2 separate regions of the Callithrix jacchus genome follow, and region 1 is linked to region 2. A link is a contact called in public Hi-C data. All regions are on one chromosome and are shown on one strand. Each heading gives the region's core, a stretch centred on a gene start, on an enhancer-like site or on the middle of the called end of the contact. The rest is flanking DNA. Distances are from core to core; before and after follow the strand shown. Region 1 holds the start of MXI1 (MAX interactor 1, dimerization protein). Region 2 overlaps LOC144578749 (a long non-coding RNA gene).

Region 1 (2,700 bases), core at 148-2,647, 55 kb after region 2:
ATACATACTCTGTAAGTTTTATACATTTCTTCACAGAGAAATGTATTTTCCTTTCTTTTTTTTTTTTTTAAGGTTTCCATGTTCTGTAAGAGTTTTTATGACAATGTATATAAAGCTGCCTCTGAGTAGGATGGCTGCATCGCACACCTCCAGGGGGCAGCATTGCCTGTGTCCTCTATATAAATGGTTCCCCTGGAGGAAAACTCCAGGTGGCCTTGCAAAGTAACCATATTTAGATGGGCTTGTCATAGAGATATTTTCCAAGGAAGTGCAGAAGAGTCTTGTTCACTACATCTTGTTCCTTTCTTAGATACAAGTTGTATCAGAATAGGGGACTCAGGCCCTGGCCTGGGTTTGGGTTGGAAGAAAAAGATCTTACCATGGGCCAGAGTGTGCTAAGTCAGATACAATTTAATATACAAGCATCTTATCAGACATTTCAGTGATGTGAAAACTTAGGCCAAGAGAGGTTAAGGGACTTGTCCAAGCTTACACAGTCTGTATGCAGCAGAGGTGGGATTTGAACCTTTTTCTTTGGCACTCTAGAGCAGCCAATTATTAATTATCCCCTGAGGCCTCCAGTACTTCCCAGGGCTGGAGAGCAGCCATGACTGCTGACAGCAATGGCAGTGAAACAATGTCAGCTGGGGTAGGGGTCTTCAGAGGCAAAAGGTGGAATTCAGTGAGGGAGGCAGGAGGGTGGTTCCTAAGCTGCCACTTCTGCCTCTCGGTCAAATAAAAGGGAGCCAGGTGTGGAGGTATCCTGGTGTGAGCTTTGCACAGCTGAACCAAGGCTGGGGAGAGGAGTGTGGAGAGGCATGCTGACATCTCCTCCTACTTCTGGAAAATAACTTTGCATTTGAAGGGAGAAAGGAGTGAGTAAATCTGTAACTCGGATTTGGGCGGCCTGGGATTTCATTTGGCTGTGTGAAGGCACACACAGGTGCCTGCAAGTGTGTGCGTGATTACGTATGCACGTGTGTCTGTGTGTAGGAGTGTTTGTGTGGGGGGCGGGGGTCTTCTGGTTACATACATGGTTCCCTTCTTCCCATTTGGATTGAGGGCTCTTATTTAAGTCATAGCAGCCATGTATGGGGACCTAACTATGTGCCTGGCATTGTGCTGAACACTTTTTGAGCTTTTTTCTGTGAAAAAATTTGTTTTTATGGAGGTGCAAGCAGAGACATCACGTATTTTTTTTCCATTTCTGTTAAAACACAATGTTCTACTCTGTGGAAAGACTTGGGGAGAGGCAGAGAAGGCTGCGGGGCGGCCAGGGGCGGTTCCTGCCTCGCTAGTCTCCACCTTTTATTTTGACCGGTCCGTGGCGATAGGCTCGCACTAGGACCCAGGCGCCAGAGCGCCTCCGTCTGTCCTGTAGGTTCATTCAATCTCTCATACACACAGACCCACAGCGAGACCGACACACACTCCCATACACTCACACACACAACTGCAGGCAGCGAGGCTCGGGAAGTCAGGCCGGCTCCTCGCCCCGGCGCCTTCTCCGCTCCAGCCGGCCGGGTCTCCCTGGGGGCCCGGAGCTCGGCCGGGCCGCGCAGCCCCGTTAGAGGAGGAGCTCGGCGGACCCCCGTTCCTCCATGGGCAAACGCGGGCGGCCGCGCAAGGAGGCGCGCTGCGAGGGCGCGGGGCTGGCCCCCGCCGCGCCCCCGGCTGTGCCCCCCGCCGTGGCCGCGCCCCAGACCCCGGCTCTGCCCGAGGAGCCCGCCGGGGCCAAGCCCAGGTGCCCCTTCTCGGACATTTTCAACACCAGCGAGAACTCGATGGAGAAGCACATCAACACTTTTCTGCAGAACGTGCAGATTCTGCTCGAGGCCGCCAGCTACCTGGAGCAGATCGAGAAAGAAAACAAAAGTAAGTTTGGGGGCCCCTGCTCTTCCTCGGCGCCCGACTCTTTCTCGCCCACTTGGGCGATCCCTGTAGCGAGCTCGGCCAGCGCCTCCCCCCGCCCCCCCCCCCGCTCCGCCAGCCCCCAACATACACACATCCAGCCCTTGGCAGTAAAGCCGATGACACTGGAGAAAGGACACGCACGCACAAAGCTGCTAAAGATGTAACAAAGACCGGCAAGGAGGAGACAGGGGCCTGTCGGTGCGTCGGTCTGTCCGTCTCCGGCGGGCTGGGGCTGGGAGGATGGCCCCGCGGAGGAGCGGGGGAGTGTTGTTGTTTGCTGACAACTGAGCCGAGAGCTCATCTCTTTGAGGTCGCCTTTCTTCCTTTTTCTTTTCTTTTTCTTTCCGGAGCCTTCTCAGGCAGACAAGTGTTGTTTTTCTGTCGCTCGTTCCTGGATGGGGTGGGGATTAGAAGAAAGTTGGAAACCATAGGCAGAGCTCAGAGGTTCCAGAAAGAAAACACACAGACACACACTACAACAATAACAACCAAACAGCTCTCCACGGCGTGGGCTCGGCTGTGTGTCTCTCCTCCTTCGCCTTTTTCCTTTCCTCTCGCAGCAGGACTGGGCTCAGGCCATCATGTCCACGGACACAGTCCCCCTGCACCTCCGTTGTCCTGGGGTGCCACCGCCAACCCCCCCCCAAAAAGAGGCCGGCGGGGCCAGGCAACGCCAGCAGCTCGCCCTGGACACGCCGTCCTGAGCCCGAGAAACTTGGCCGTGGGGACGCGGCTAGAAGGAAACTTTGGGATCTTGCAGAAACAATAGTTAGGGAAGAAGGTGTG
Region 2 (2,700 bases), core at 191-2,690:
ACATCGACTTCTTATAATTCCTTGTAGGAAGTCTACTGTCTGTGGTTGAAAGAATACTATGGCCGGGCACAGTGGCTCATGTCTATTATACCAGCCCTTTGGGAGGCCAAAGGGGATGGATCACTTGAGGCCAGGATTTCTACCAGCCTGCTTGACATAGCGAGACCCTGTCTCTATTTTTAAAAAAAAAAAAAGAAGAAGAAGGCTCTGATGAAACACTTTGAGGTGGAGGAAGGCATTGAGACCTCTAGCATCCATTGGTTGCCAGAGATGGCAATCTGGTTAACAGCAGGGCCTTTCCGGGTGTGGTTGTGTGTTGGAAGCGTGTTCACACCCCACCCCACCCCACCCCATTTGGCCGTCCACCCTCTCTATGTGCTCAACTCCTCTCTAGGGAAAGAAGCAGCAGATACTGAGAGGGGATCAGCAGGCTGGGGCACCAAGTTGGTAGCTCACATAGAAGGACCAGGTCTCGGCCACCCTGGCTGGAACAGCGCGTGTGTGGGGCAGGCCACCCTCTGAGTAGGGGCTTTACAGGATGGATCAGAGCCACCACTGACTGTGATAGAGGGAGACTCTGGGGGGGACCAAGCCTATAAACTAGCTTCCATGCCAGCTACCCGCCTTCTCCTCAGACCTGCATCCTGGCTTTAGGGCCAGCAATTCAACTTGAATTTTCCCTGTCCTCTTAGATGGGGTTTATCCCTCATTCGCAAGGCCCCAGGACACTTGACATTGATGAGCAAAGCAGGGGGAGTCCACATCCTACCAGGAGGGTAGTCAGGAGTCAGTGCCGGTCCCTGTTGTGTGCAGATGTAAAAACTTTTGCCTGGTGGCCCACTGCCCTGGTGACAGCTGTGTCATCCCAAGACCCCAACAGTATGCTGCATAGGCCCTGGGAGAGATCATCGTAGGGGAGAAAGTACGAAAGTGATCAATTCCACCAGCACGTCTGGAGCACCTGCAAGTCTAAGGCAGGGCTCTGGAGGCTTTTTGCCTGGACTATCACCCTCCCACGACACCCCCACGGGATGGGCACCGTTACCACCTACTCTGCCTTAGGAGGGAGGAACCACCGGCACGGGAGGCTAAACATCTTGCTCAAACTGGTGGCGAGTAAGTGGGGTCAGGACTCAAAGGCAGGTGTCTGACTCCTGAGCCCTTTAAGCCACTGTCTCTCTCCTGAGAAAAGCCGCCTCTTCAGAGCTTGCGACCCCCAGTCCGTGGCTCTTCTGTGCCTCTGCTGTGCTCCGCCCCCTCGCTGGGGATGGACGAAGCCTGGGCCCTCCTACCGTGGGAAGCTGGTAGGGCAGCTCCTGTGATCCCTACAGCAAGGCAGGCTTTTCCAGAACAAATCAGGCGCCTGAAAATCAGACAGCCTGTGTCCCGCAAGAAGGCGGATCCCCACCTGGTAGGGAGGCACTGGGCTGTGATGGAGGCTGATTGGGAAGAACTGTGGAGCTGGAAGTTTTGCCAAGGACCAGCCTGAGTGTTTTCCCTGAGCTTGGTGTTCTCAGCTGTAGCGTAGGGATGAGCCCCTCTTCCTCTTGGAGCTGAGGCTGGGATGAAGGGAGTGTGAGTTGGCGCCTGGTGCTGGAGGGTCCCACAGCAGGCATCCAGTTGCTATCACTGGAGGGCACGAGAGGCCCCTCCTGGGACTCGCCCTCTGTCCCCAGTCCCCCTGCACCACCTCTCTCCCTGTCTCCTTCCTCTTCCACTTTGATTCTTTCTCTCCCTCTTCCTTTTATGTGGATGGAGGCCTCGGAGTGGCCAGAGAGATGTGGCTGAGCCTGGCCCTCCCTTGGGGAGGAGCCACTAGACACACCTGCCCGTGGCCTGGAACACTTCCAGCCGGAAAGGTGAACCGAGCCAGGCCCTGAGTCAGGAGCCTGTGTCTCATGGCAGCCACACCCCACGCCTCTGGCCCCTGCCTACCCCTCACTCCCAGGCTCCTGCTTGCTGCTGTCTCTCCTCACCACGACCTCTGCCCACTCCAGCTGTGGCCTGGGAGGGGCCTGCAGTGAGGGAAAAACTGTTGACAGCAGAGACCATGCCACGGTCACTTTTCACTTGAGGGGAAACTGCAGACCGCCTTCCTCCTCCTCCTGCCCTCTCCCCCAGCCCAGAGGGGAAGATGCATGGGGAGGGGGCCGAGGGATTACCACGCTTGGCTGGCTGGCTTTCCATGCACAGGGTATTGAGGCCGCCTAATTGACAGATAGTAAACACGGATAAAGACTTTGGGACAGAGAAGCAGGGGGTCGTGGGGACAAGGCAGGCTGAGGCATTGGGAGGGTGGGGGGCTGAGAGTCTTGGGAGAAGACCAGATGGCTTCCTGCCATGTCCCCATCTGGGCCTCTGCTAACTTTAAGCCAAGTGAGCAGGGCCTGGTGGACAAAGGCCAACGTGCACATGAAGGGGCCATGGGAGGTGTGGCCTGGGGGAGAGGAGAAGCCAGGGTTCCCCCTTCTGTGTGAGGCCTGGCAGCTTGAGAGTCTGGGCCTGGCGTCCCCTCCCCTGGGCACCACCAGGCGAGGAATCCAAGCTCCCAACTTGTTCTCCACACCACCTCTCAGCTCGCCTGTGAGGGAGGCCCTGGGACAGCTCCATTCAGTGTGAACATGAAGTTTTCCTGCAAGGAGCTGGGCTCTCTAACAGCCCCACTGGTAGTAGAGCTCAGGGAGAGGCTCAAAGCTGCTT

The links. Hi-C and Micro-C count contacts between places; a contact is called where the count stands out from the background.
Region 1: a contact with region 2 is called in a Hi-C map of skeletal muscle, with 2.3 times the contacts expected there. The contact joins the promoter of MXI1 here to the enhancer-like site in region 2. A contact is called at or near these places in 2 of 3 Hi-C or Micro-C datasets (both in skeletal muscle).

Annotation. Positions count from the first base shown.
Region 1 is chr12:103,150,948-103,153,647 of calJac240_pri, forward strand. It overlaps MXI1 (MAX interactor 1, dimerization protein), which reads left to right and starts at 1,398. Exons shown (of 6, transcript XM_002756588.6): 1 at 1,398-1,875. The coding sequence starts at 1,602. LOC144578535 reads right to left here. Exons shown (of 5, transcript XM_078344116.1): 5 at 2,006-2,305. The coding sequence ends at 2,067.
Region 2 is chr12:103,096,036-103,098,735 of calJac240_pri, forward strand. The region is part of intron 2 of LOC144578749 (a long non-coding RNA gene); the gene reads left to right. Among named protein-coding and RNA genes, the nearest start is that of MXI1, 55 kb to the right of the region's middle. Within about 2 kb of position 1,441, at least 6 of the 16 cell types and tissues checked have an H3K27ac peak or open chromatin away from gene starts, as enhancers often do. A contact at or near this core is called in skeletal muscle, where this site is marked.